2 separate regions of the Gossypium hirsutum genome follow, and region 1 is linked to region 2. Evidence: chromatin contacts called from public Hi-C data. All regions are on one chromosome and are shown on one strand. The core of a region is the stretch at or near the end of the contact, and the rest is flanking DNA. Distances in the headings are between cores, read along the strand shown. Region 1 has its middle 14 kb from the start of LOC107904120. Region 2 holds the start of LOC107904117 (F-box protein At2g39490).

Region 1 (7,236 bases), core at 2,625-5,124, 92 kb after region 2:
AAGGTGAATAGTAAATTCCTTATTAAGGATTTACTGCAAGTAAGTACCTCAATCTAAGAAATTTGTATTGCCAAAAGTGTATGTAATGTCACTGTATAATTCGATATTGTTTCATATGTATTGTGATGCTAAAACATGCCATTGATCTGATTTTGATATTGAAAGCATGTTAAATCATATTCACTAAGATTGTTAAATATGATTGCATGTTTAAGACATGGCACTGGTTCTATTAATAATCGATCACATGATAAAATTATGATAATTGATATTGAAATACCAATCGCATGATAATTCATGCCTATTGTTTTTGCCACTGATTGCATGTTTTAATCATGCCTACTGTACTGTTTAATTAATGTTAAAAATATGTCATTTTGCATTGGGGTTGGGACGATTATGTAAGGAGGAAGTACTGACAGTTTACTTGCATTTCTGGTGGCTTGTCTACAACATTGGCAGCTTGTCTACAATACTAGCAGTTTATCTGCATTACTGGTGGTTTGTCTACATTACTGGCAGCTTGTCTGCATTACTGGCAGCTTGTTCACATTTATGGCAGTTTATCTGCATTACTGGTGGCTTGTCCACAAACTGGTGTGTAATTGGCTGGATGAGTTTTGGGGAACTCTTATTATGGCGTGAACAGAGTTGGGTAGGACATTTTTCTGAAAATACTGCATTTACATGTTTATGCATACTGAAATTGTGATTTTGTACTATTTTAAAATCCTTTATTGTTGAATGGCTTGACTGTTATTTACATTGTTGATTATTGTATATTTGAGTTAAGACTCACACTGAGCTTATTAGCTCACTCCTTAGTTTACTGATTTTACAGATAACCCTCAAGGGTAGGACTTGGACACGACTATCGGAGGAACTTCTTAGATGTTTCCATTTTTAAGCACTTTAAACGTAATTTTAATAATTATTTTGGGACTGTAATAATTTTTATATGGACTGTGATATGGGACTTTATTTGGGGATTTTTATTTTGATTTGCATGATTTTAAGTTTTAAATTGCTCATTTGATATTTAAATGATTACACATGAAAAATTGACTTTTAATGAAAATATGATATTATCACTAATTTTTGCTGCAATATTGAAAATAAGTTTTGAAATTATTTTTGAAATTAACATGTTTCCATGAAATTATAACAAATAACCAAGTTCACTAGTTTTGAATAAAGAGGAAAATGGTTTTTAAAATGTTTAAAATTATGGAAAATTTTCTATGCTATTTTAGTAGCCAATGTAGCCTTCAAAATTCAGCCATAACGTCTAGGTCGGGTTTGAGAGGTTACATTTCCTCTTGCTAATTCATTTGGAATGTTGGGTGAAAAGAACACTTGTGACTTATTCCTATTTACCTTTTGGCCAGATCTCTCTTTGATAAAAACAATGGCTTCCAACGTCTCTGTTCAACCACTTCCTCGATAAGATGTCCCAAATGCTCCATGCATAGAACAAATAGATACAGCGAGAGCATATCTCCTTAAAGAATACCACATGCTGGCTGAAAAGGATCTGTAACCACTCCATTCTAGAGGATTTGAAGAGATGACAATAATAAACAATTTAAAATCATCGTGACCAACAAAGGCAGTAGTCTAGCTTCAAACAGTGTATCCTCCAAAAACTCCCATCTGACTCTATTGTATGCTTTTTCCAAATCAATATTCAAAGCCATCCCCATTTTTCTTCTTTTGAAATTTCGTACAAAATGAATAGCTTCCTGCGCAATTACAATGTTATCCGATATGCTTCTACCAGCAACAAAGCTAGCTTGATTTTGCTTAGTAATCTTCACCATCAACGACCTTAATCTATTAACTAGCACCTTCGTAACAACCTTATATAACACTGTACATAAACTTATTGGCTGAATATGCGTAATTCTTTCCGGACCTTAAACTTTTGACAAAGAACCAACAATGTTCTATTTAGCCACGAGTTTAATTGATGACCCTTCAAAACTTGTTGCACCATACAAAAAATTGAACCATCGAGTGTATTCCGTTGTGATTGAAATAATTTTACATGAAATCTATCCACTCCTGGTGTTTTCAACGGGGCCTTTCTAAAGGCTGCCTTACGAATCTCCTCATCACTGATTCCCATTATTAGGCTATCCTTCTTTGATGGAGAAATCTCAAGAAATCTTCCTTTACTAGGAAAGGCTCCATGGACTGAATAATCCACATAATAAAGTTCTTTAAAAAATTCCACCACATGTTGTAGGACCTTCGAATCAAGGCACCAATCATCATTCCCAATTTTAAGTCTTTCCACCTTATTTTTCTTCTGCCTAGCCATAGTACGGCTATGAAAATACTTTGTGTTTCTATCGCCATTCGTAAGCCATTCTGATCTAGATTTTTGATACCATAACAACTCTTCATGCTTCAGGAATTCCTCAACCTCGTACCGTAATTCCAATTTACGATCACAAAATCTAACTGAATACCTAAACTTCAAAATTTCTTTACATTCAAGTTTCGAAATTAGCCTCCTCTTACGAACAAAAATATTCCCAAAAACATGTTTACTACATTTTTAAACCTTTTTTTTTGGAAAAGCTCTAAGTTAGTAATCACATCCATATTATTCTTCCAATTGCTACTTATAAGGCCCTTAAAATCAGCATGGAGCAACCAATTAGCTAAGCAACTGAAAGGTCTATTACCTCTATTTTGCAACGGATTGAGAGAAACAAAAATCGACCAATGATCTGACTTTAGGTGATGGAAATTTTGTATTGAGCAATTTGGTGCAAACGAGTCCCAAATCAAGTTACACACAACCCTATCTATGCCCTGTAATAGATTGCTTCTACTCTAGGTGAATCGAGGCCTACTGAACCCCAAGTCATGAATACCATTATCAAACAGAAAAGGCTGGAAACTACTACATCCACTTCACACGCTCGTTGCCCTACCCACTCATTTTGACGGCTCTAGAATCGAATTAAAGTCTCTTACTATAATCCACAGTTCCCTAATCGATTCAACAAGAGAATTCAAAAAACCCCATTACTTCGCGTTACTAGTTATGGGATAACATACACTACTAAACATAAAAACTTAGAAGGTCCTTGTCTGATACTAACCCTCATATGAATCATCTATGGATGCAAATTCAGAATGTCAATGAGGACACTGTCACTCCAGAGAACCCACATTCCCCAACAAAAACCTTCGCTTCAATTCTGAATGAATTTGGGAACCCAGGTTTGAAAATGATGCCATTCGCCCAAACACCATTGACCTGAGTCTCAAACAAACACATAACATCTAAACAAAATTCTATTTTATACTTAGCCATAAAATTACAAAAATAGAGATGACTAGTTCCTTGACAGAAAAAACAACCAAACAACCAATCCAAGCTTCGACACTAAAATCAACAACTAACCTCGGCATTTCTAATAACATCATCATCCATAACTTCCACCACAAAAAATTTCATCCTCTATTGGGGAACAATTCATGGTTCCTTGTTCAATGCCACGCACAATGCCCTCCATTGTTGCCATTAGCTCCACCATTAGGGTTCCATCACCTTCCAACTCGCGATCTGGCGGTTTCTTCCATTGGATATCACTGTTGAAACTTGTTTGCACATCTGGATTTGGGAACCCCATACTCGATTCTCCAAAGTGAAACACGTGATCTTTTCCCCTTTGAACCTTTAGACTCCCCTTTCTTAACCACCTGAGTTGCACTATGTTTATTTATGTCCAAATTGGACTTAAAAGTAATCAAAACCCTTATCCTTAACATTTGGATCTATCGTGCCTATTTTAGAACCATTATCTAACACATTCCCTCCCTTTATAGCAGTTAACCCAATATTGACATTAACTGGCCTTAATGCATTTGGACCAGATTTGGCCCACTACCAACTATAATTCTTTTTTCTGTTAAGCCTAGCCATCCTTATCTTCCCCAACTTTGTTTCCTTTTGTCAAGATTCTCCAACCTTTGCATTAAAATTCTTTCCTAGATCACGCCTTTTAATTTGACCAGGCTGGTACCCTCCATCCGTGGCCTTGATTACGAGACTAGTAATGCCTAGATCTGCCGCTAGAACTGAAAACTGTGAACCCCCAATCCATTGAAGAAGTAACCATTCCTTATCATTTCCACATGATGTACCTTCCCTCTTTATCGTCGTTCTACAAGCATCCATGGCCCGTAATTTTCCTCTTCCACACGTCGCTAAAGACCCATTTTTTCAACCAGCAGTTCTTCCCCATTAACACTACGCTCTGATGCCTTGTTCTTGCTCCCTAGGCACAAATAAGAGTTATTCCCATAAAGCTCACATTTGAAACATACAAACGACAAAGATTCATACTCAATTCGTTGTATATGATCATTAATCTTGACTTTCGGCACCAATGGTTTCTTTAGATTCATACACACAGCCAATCAAGCAAAGTGTTCCTGCTTTCAGCTATCTGTATATCTATCAAGCTTGACCCTGACCTTATAACTTGGCCAATAGCACGAAGTAAGAAATTTGAGTAATAGCTTTCCGGCAAACCAGGTAGCCTTATCCACACCACTTGGATATCCACTTCATTATTCGATGTCGAAAAATCCAGTGACCAATGACGTATGGTCAAATACTGACCAAAGATCACCCAAGTCCCCCTGACCAAAACCTTATTAAAATATCCTTCATCTTGGAACCAGACTAGGTGGTAGTCATTCTCTAAGTCCATAAACCGTATAGGGTGTCTAAGATTCCACAAAATTATCACCTTATTAAGTAAAGTATTGAAACCAATCTTTTACACAAAAGTTTGACAATAATGGTCCTAGCCATCTTACTCTCAATGAACTTATGAACCCGATCAAAAAAAGGTGATCAATGAAATTCCTTCTACCAACTTTGTGACCACATCTCCATCATGAAGTACAAACTCCTCCATCTTCTCTTGCGAAAAGACATCCAAGGAAGTGCCCATCAACATAGATTCATACGACATTTTATCCACTCCCACATCTTCAATCTTCTGGCGATTCTTATCCACTATCGTATCATCGATGTCTGGCGATGGATCTGTCCTCCTCCTTACCTTCTTTGTTGCCCGACCAACACTGCTATTCGACCTCGTAGGCTCTTCCTTACCACAAAATTCCCTAAAAGCAAAGAGTCACTCATTTTTTTTCACAAACAACATTTTTTTTTAGATTTTATTAAGAAGAAAAGAAAAAAACTTGCATTAGGTTCTAAATGTTCGACGAGCCCAAGGTATTTAGGAATCAAAATAGAAAATGGAGGCTAAAGAGCAGTTGCTGGGTTTAATAGATTTTCTTTCGTACAGAAGAAACAAATGATATTCACCATGCAACTTTGCCTACACAATGATACTCTTTGAAACGCTAGTTGGTTGCCAACAAATTATGACAATATTGATCGCATTTCCAAACCCTAAAGAAGCTTTCTCTCAATAATGCGTCTCCAATGGTGGAGGAGATGGACATGGATTTCGGTGTGGGCATAAGTCCAATACCTCACGTGCCAATAAATTCATTGCCATATATGTTTGTAGAGAAATGTGATTACTTCAAGAGAAATAATGATTAATTTTAAACAAAATTGAAGAGTTAAATAAGAATTTTCTATAATGAAATTTATAGAAAGTTAAATATAATAATTTTTCTTTGGTAAAAATAGCCCAAATACAAGTGTTTTAGAAAAATGAAATTGATTTAGTTATTTATTTTTTATTTAACGTTAGTATGTGGGGAAGAATCTTTCTATTAATTAAAACTCGAAACCTTAACTTGGTTTTGGTATCTATTCATAATTTTTTTATTACATTTAATCAATAATAAATATTTAGCTTTTTAAAATAAATTTTCATTAAATTTTTAATAAAATATTAGATGAATTTTATTCCAAATCAAACCCGAAATTAATATCAAATAAACATTTATATGTCAATTCTCTACATTTTATCAACAATTCAATCAATGTAATTAATTTGAATAAAATTATTTTAACTTTAAATTTATCTCATTTACATTTAAATATATATCAAAAAGATTTTCATACCGTCTTAACTATAATTTTATATCTTATTAGCCTGACTTTAATTTTTTTTAAAGCATCCATACATATATAAGATTGATTTATGTTTAATCTAGGAAATGATATATATCATATACATATAACAAATTAAGATATTATTTTTATCAAATAAAATATTAAACTGAAAAAGATATAAAAGATATAAAATAATTTTAATATATTTTAACTGATACATGTAACTAAATCTGTGCAGAATAAAACAACTAGTTTTAAACATATACTATTGTCATGTGTATTCTTTTTATTGTAAATATTTTATTTCCTATCACTAAAACCACCAACATTATCAATATATTTATTTATAAATCCTTACTATACACAAACTAACTTTATGAATACAAAGTCATGTGTATTTTTTTATTGTAAAATTTTTATTTTGAAAGGTTTTTTTAGTGAGAGAAAGATGTTATTTTTACATTATTATTTTTAGGGTATAATGATAAATTTTGCTTTTAACGCTTATATATTTTTTCAATTTGAATCTTATTCTTTTTTAGCTAAATTTTACCATAAATATTTTAAAAAGAGTCAAATTTGACTATAAACCTTTTAAAAGGAGTCAAATAGTTGCTTTTCTTTAATGAAAAATATTGACTAAAATGTTAAAATTTTAAACATGGTAGCCCGAATGGTAATCCACGTGTATTTTATGCTATTTTTTTAATTTTTTATATTTTTAAATTTTTGAATATTTTTATCATTTTTAAATATTTGTTGACGTTAGTGTTATGTAAGTATGAAGTACAAGTAGATTGCCATCTGGGTTGCCATGCTAGCATTGTTAAAAAAATTAATGTTTTAGTTAGCATATTTGTTAAAAAAAATAATTCTCTTCTTGAAAAGTTAATGGCTAAATTTAGCTTAAAATGAGAATAATGGTCAAATTGACAAAAAACGTAAATATTGAGGCTAAATTTATCATTATGCCTTATTTTTATTACTAATACTTTGTTTTTTTATTTCAGAATTTTTCTTTATCTTTTTACAAATTCAATGTGATAATATAATTTTTTGTCATTGAACTTAGCAACTAGGTCCACTTTGGTACCTATAGTTTTTTTTATCCACTTTAATACTTGAACTTGACAATTAGAGCCAATTTTGTCTCTGAATTTGAAAAATAT
Region 2 (7,079 bases), core at 2,760-5,259:
GTTAATCGTTTGACTCCTAGTATGCTCGTAAAAGGCAGTAAAGCAAGGAAGCAAGAAAGGACAGTGCGATTACAAGCGATTTCTAAAAAAGAATCCACCGGATTCAGTACCAATCAATGCTGGATCCTCAACTTTCCCCTAACTTCATACTATACATAACAATTTAAAACACTGCAAACCCCGAATCAAACTCAATGAAAAAAACAAATTTTTAATTCATGGAAACCCTAGAAGTCGGGTGGGCAAGAGAACAAACCTCAAAAATGGCGATTCCAAGGCTGTTGATTTCGGGAAAGTAGTGGGGCTACTGATTTCTATTGATTTCGGGATGAAATTCAGGATTTCGGGAGGAATTTTCTCAAACTCTAAAACGTTGGGGGATGTTTTTGCTGCTGGGGAATGAATGACGATCGATCGACCCTCTGCTGGGGAGAAAGGGGGAAATGAAAATCAGAATAAGGGGGAAAACGGAGAAACGACGAAGTTTTCGGTAAAATAAACAAACCTTTGAGGGAACGACGACGTTTCGGCTACAAGAAATAAACACCTGCGGCGTTTTAACAAAAACGCCACTAAATACATAAAAAACGGTCACGTTTTGGTAAACACAAAATAACATTTTTTGCGGCGTTTTAAGATAAGCGCCGCTAAAGTAACATATTTTGCGGCATTTTAACAAAAACGCCACTAAATACATAAAAAAACGGTCACGTTTTGGTAAACACATAATAACATTTTTGTGGCATTTTAAAAGAAGCGCCGCTAAAGTAACATCTTTTGCGGCGTTTTAACAAAAACGCCACTAAATACATAAAAAACGGTCACGTTTTGGTAAACACAAAATAACATTTTTGCGGCGTTTTAATAAAAACGCCACTAAATACATAAAAAAACGGTCACGTTTTGGTAAACACAAGATAACATTCTTGCGGCGTTTTAAGATAAGCGCCGCTAAAGCAAGATCTTTTCCGGCGTTTTAACAAAAACGCCACTAAAAACATAAAAACGATTTCGTTTCGGTCAACACAAAATCCAACAAAACGGCAACGTTTTTATTATAACCCATTGAAATTTTGTGGCGTTTCCAACGCAGCGCCGCTAAAGGCTGACGTTTTCGGCGTTTTACAAAAAACGCCACTAATAAATCCTACACCACGGCAGCGTTTTATTAAAACAGAATCACATTTTGCGGCGTTTTTGACATAGCGCCGCTAAAGGATGATCTTTTCCGGCGTTTTACCAAAAACGCCAGTAAGAAATCTTACAGAACGGCAACGTTTTTATTGAAACAAAATCACATTTTGCGGTGTTTTACCCAAAACGCCACTAATATATCCTATAGAACACTGCCGTTTTTATTGAAACAAAATTCCTTTAAATTAAATTTGTTTCTATATTTCAAAGTTTTAATTATTTCGTAAATTCCTTTCAATTAAATTTATTCTGGCCAACGCTATATATTTAATTTGTAAAATTTTATAATTGTGTATGAAAATAATTTTTAATAATATGAAAACTGGAGCTGGATATATATGTTTCCCTTGATGAAGAATACGTAGTTTTTTGTATTAAAGAAGACAGACCTGATAATGTTACGATAGAATCGAACAAATTAGAAGGATCAAAACAATCCGAAAAAAGTTCATGATTGGTTAATAGAAATTAATTTAATATAATTCTATTCATTTGACTCTTAATTTTAATTACTTCAAGTACTCGTGTCTAAAACTTGTTTCAAACACGTCCACGAACATATGACATTCTAAGAACCCTACAAGTAAGGGTCAAAAAAGCTTGATTAGATAACACTAATCAATCTAAACCCTAAACACATAACCCTTAAATCCCTTAAACCCTAAACCCAAATCATAATCCCTAAACCTAGCCTAGACCCTGAACCCCAACCCGTAAACCTTAAACCCCAACCCCAACCCGTAAACCTTAAACCCCAACTCGTAAACCCTAAACTGTAAACCATAATCACTAAACCCATAATTTGCATAAACCTTAATTAAACCCTAAACTCCGACCCTAAACACTTAAACCATAAAACCTACATAATCCCTAACCCCTAAATCTTATACCTTAAACCATAAACCCTAAACTATAATGATAATTAATTCAATATTTTAAAAATAATACTATCTCTTTTACGATTATATAAGAAACTATTTAATATATAAATTAAAAATAACCATTCCTGTACCCAATAAACTTAATTTAAAATTATTTTAAACAACAGTCTCTTCATTTTTCCCGTTTTTAATAAATATTTTTATTTATTTTTACTTTCAAAATTTCTTGTACGTGTCATTATTTTTTACTAAATAATTTAAAATATTTTAATTAATATTTTCTTAAAAACTAGAGCATTAGCGGCGCTTCTTAAAAAACGCCGCAAAATCCCCAACCAAAGACTCGAAAACTAAGAAAACGATGTCGTTGGGCTTAGGCTTTTTGCGGCGCTTTTACAAAAACGCCACTAAAGCCTCCCAAACTAAGAAAAACGATGTCGTTGGGCTTCGGTTTTTTGTGGCGATTTTTAAAAAATGCCGCTAAAACATTGAGCATTAGCGGCGCTTTCCCGAAAACGCCACCAAAGCCTCGAAAACTAAGAAAATGATGACGTTGGGCTTAGGTCTTTTGCGGCGCTTTTTAAGAAACGCTGCTAAAGCCCTGAGAATTACTTGCGCTTCTCCAAAAACGCCACCAAAGCCTCGAAAACTAAGAAAAACGACGTCGTTTGGTTTAGGTTTTTAGCGGCGCTTTTTAAGAAACGCCGCTAATGCTCATTATTAGCGGCGTTTTTGTAAAAGCGCCGGTAATACTGATATTTAGCGGCGTTTTTTTTAAATCGCCGCTAATGCTTAATTTTTAGCGGCGTTTGTTGTCCAATCGCCGCTAAAAGCGCCGCTAAAAGTCTGTTCTGGTGTTGTGTTATAAGGTCCTTAAATTTCAAATGTATTCATAATATAAAATATTGATACGTGGCATGAAAATAAATAAAGAATTTATGGAGGGGGAAATTACGACATAAACCCCTCCTATTTTTTATATAATTTTTAATGGTGCTCTACAAATAATATTTTATGATAAATTCTTCCAATTTGCTTATATTCAATAATTCAACATACAATTTTCACTATTTTTTTAATTTTGCTTTATAATAAGTCCTCTAACATGTTTTTAATATTTATTTTTTTGTTTCAGCTATGAAGCTTCTTTACAGACATTTAGGTAAAATATACCATTTTGACAAAAAAAAACTGTAGCTTTTAAAATGTTAATAACAATTAATTTTAAAGTTGAATTAAAATTCCTTTATAGTTACAAAAAGTGAAATCGTACTATTGTTCTGGTAGAATATACCCTTTTTTATTAATTTTGAAGCTAAATTAATACAATCAGTTCATGAATTATTTGATCTTGATTTTCAAAAAGTATACCTTACTTTTAACCAATATTATAAATTATGCACATATCATCATATCATATATATAGGTTTTTTTAAAATAAATATGTTTTAAAATTTGAAGATAAATTAAAAATATTAAAAATATTTGTTAAATATTTTAAAACAGTTTACATAAAAGTTAAAAAAAGAGAGAGTATAAAATATGTTAAAAACACATGTATACAAATAAAATATATTTTCTATTCTACTTTATTTAAATAAAAGTTCCATTTAAAACTTCATTAAAGTTTTTTAAATAATTTTCAAAACTTCATTTAAAAAAATTTAGAATTATTAAATATATTTTAATTTATACACACCAAATCAACTTGGGATTAAAAAAAACTAATTTATTAATAAAAGAGAGGGGTTACAAAACACAATCAACCCCAAAACTAGCAGCAAATCTCAACTCTTGGACTAAAAGGAAAGGGTTGATTGGATTGAGTGACCCAGGAACAAAATGGTCATCACCAGCCTTGGACTCTTCAAAGGTTTTATAATCCAACTCCACTAACGACACCACAATAGCAGTTGTTTGACTATACAATTTTAAGGAATCTCCATTATAAAATTTAAAAATACTTTTCCAAGCCCCCTTGGGCAAGAAAGTTCAAAGTTAGTTTTCTTATATGTTTTGAATACTCAACAAAGCCCTGTTGAAAAATGGAGAAGAAAGTCGGGAGAAAGAAAATTAAGCACGAGAAACAGAGGCATGATCCAGATGATGATATTAACCCAAGGAACACTTCAAGTTCCAGGTAACACCTCTTAGTTAATCACTATATTTTCTTCTAAACATTCAGTATTTTAGTTCAGTCTGGTTGTATTTGATCAGGTATTCGGATACCAGTGGTTTAAAGGATTACGTTTTTCACCAAATTATTCCATCATTTATGTATATATGGAAGCATGATCAAGAGAAATCGTACAAACATGTCGATGTCCCAAAAAGGTCGGCTAAGTGAGAACTTTTATATGTACTTTTTTTTGGGGGGGGGGGATTTTGTTATTTGTTATGATCAAACAACTTTTGGGTTTTTGATATGATGAAATATTGTGGTTTTCCTTCTTTTGGAACAGAAATAATATGGACCCAAATGATTTCATTAGTCATTTGCCTGATGACATCCTTCACCACATCATTTCGCTTCTCCCTTTTAAATCCGCTGTCCGAACCTCTTTCCTTTCAACTCACTGGAAACACCTCTGGAAAGAGGCTTTGTTGGACTCAGTCCATGATGTAATAACAATAGAAGCTGCCATTACAGCCATAACAAGCTTTGTTGATGATTTTGACACACGCCATAGGCCTAGAAATAAGTGGGGTCTCATATTTGAGTTGGGTCATGGAAGAGGCAGCTTAGTTGCTAGCATTTCCAGCAATAGTTCACTTAAACTTGATTTCTCAGCTGGTAAACAAGAATTTCCGATGCCTTTTGATTTGTTTTTGAAGCTGAATCTTGCACCGCCTAACCGATTGTCACGTCGGTACATGTTTGATTGGTTGCTTGAGGAAAATCACCCATCGCAAAGGGAACAACCACCTTCAAACACAATGAGGGTAAAATCTTTGCATCTCATATCAGTAAGCCACCTTTCTAATATGGCAGTTTCTTCTTTGGTGCCAAAGTTGCCATTTCTTCGAAGCTTGACTATCGCTAAATGCAATGGATTACAATCTTTACAGATAAAAGAGGCCAAGGGGCTTCGTAAGTTAGTAGTCCTCGATTGCCCCCATTTACAATCTCTCAGTTTTGAAGGCTCGTCTTTAAAATCTTTCAGATATAGAGGCAACTTAGTATCCTTTCGGTTTAGAGGGAAATGTAATTGTTTTCCCCTAATTCGTTTTTGTGAGTGTGGGTTACTCTTGGATGACGCTATGATTGATATCAGACAAGGTGCTCTAACACAGTGGACATGGGACTTTGAGATTGAGACTCCCTTTTCTCGTGGTCTCCGTAAAGGAAATCATTGTGACTGCGCCAACAAGTATAAATGCTTCAACTCCATTCTGAGAAGCATTAAGGATGTTCAATCTCTAACAATGTGCAGATGGTTTTACGAGGTATGTTCATTCGTTCAACTAGGAGTCTCAGTAATGTTGGAATTTGTGTATTCGTATAGCATATGGGTATGTCTTTTAGATGGATATTCACCCTTTTGGGTGTTTTTCTTTTTCATGTCTTTGAAGGACCGTGTATACTCGGACACAGATCCTTTAAGCAAATTGAAAAGTCGAACCAAAATCTTTGCTAACCTTTCATAACTCAATCTTTGATCGGTGTTGTTGTGATTTGTTTAGACAACGATGTGCAGAAAGTTACCCTTTTCGAGTAGATGCCCCGAATATTATTTGAGCGTACTAGAGCTTTGGTGGATTGATTGTTCAATGGAAAGAGAATCTATCAATGCCTTACTTTGCTTTCTGAAGCTTTGTCCTAACCTGAAAAGGCTTAATATCACTGTAAGCCCCCCATTTCTTTAACGTACTCTGCATAATTTAAGGTATAGGCAGTGTTACTTGTACTTGGATAAGTGTCACATACTTGTATATTTTATACGTATATATTAAATTTTTTTTAAAAAAAATTTAATGCACAAATATACACTTGAAATATCTTACCAAAACTTGCAGCTTGATCCAAAATGCTATAACTTACCCAGCACTGGAAAGTTCTCAACTTCAGTCATTGTTCCTGATAAGCTCGATGATCTCAAAGTTGTGAAAATAGAAGGATTTGCAAATGAAGAAAAGGAGAATTTCATGGCAAGGCGACTCATACCTTTATTTGGAGAAAATAATCCAGTCATTATATCCAAACCAAACGGAAAATGTTTGAAGCATTTGGTAAAAATGGCAAAGCTGGAGAAGAAAGGGAAGTATCCTTACAAGTTCGAAATGGTTGAAAATGTTGATGAAAATTTTCCAGATCATGTTCATATTAATATCTAATTTCCAGTCAAGAATAGCAAATTTAAGTTCTGTAAATAGTGATCATAAGATTGGTTTTTGTTGGAAATTAAGTTTCTTTTGATTTACTGTTAGAAATTAAGTTATTTTTTCAGAAAAATTATTCACTCAATTTTTGATAAATTTCTTTTTTTTATCACCGAACTAAAAAAATTACAAAATGATCCCTTATCTTGTTTATCCGTTTCTATTAACTAGCGATAGATTAATTTGAACAATAATAAATTTAACCCTCGATATTTATAATAATTTTTTATCATAATCTTGTCAATTCTAACTCAAATTCGAACTTAATTTTATTTGATTTGATCATGCAAAGTTAACAATTTAAATTTGTCCAATCTAAACCCAAATCGACTCAAACCCAAAATTGGTACAACTTACATTTGACACGAACTTAAAATAACCAAAACTTGAAAAGACCCGAGTAAATAACCCAAGGTGCTCCAAATTTAAATTAAGTATATATATTTAGAAAAATTATAATCTAAAATATTAATTAGTTTTAATTTATAACTTTTCAATTGTAATTACCATTATTTATTGTTATTAAATATGCGATTTTAGCTTTTATCATATGATCTTAATAGTGAATAGAAAATATTGTAAATATTGAATAAAAATCTATATTATTAAAATTAATAGATAAAG

The links. Hi-C and Micro-C count contacts between places; a contact is called where the count stands out from the background.
Region 1: a contact with region 2 is called in a Hi-C map of leaf, with 4 times the contacts expected there. The contact joins the enhancer-like site here to the promoter of LOC107904117 in region 2. A contact is called at or near these places in 4 of 34 Hi-C or Micro-C datasets (callus and leaf).

What each region holds. Positions count from the first base shown.
Region 1 is chrD05:33,491,332-33,498,567 of Gossypium_hirsutum_v2.1, forward strand. No RefSeq gene overlaps it. Among protein-coding and RNA genes, the nearest start is that of LOC107904120, 14 kb to the left of the region's middle. Within about 2 kb of position 3,875, at least 8 of the 9 cell types and tissues checked have an H3K27ac peak or open chromatin away from gene starts, as enhancers often do. A contact at or near this core is called in leaf, where this site is marked.
Region 2 is chrD05:33,398,959-33,406,037 of Gossypium_hirsutum_v2.1, forward strand. It overlaps LOC107904117 (F-box protein At2g39490), which reads left to right and starts at 4,010. Exons shown (of 5, transcript XM_041094765.1): 1 at 4,010-4,215; 2 at 4,293-4,409; 3 at 4,538-5,522; 4 at 5,760-5,921; 5 at 6,145-6,446. The coding sequence starts at 4,121. The coding sequence ends at 6,183.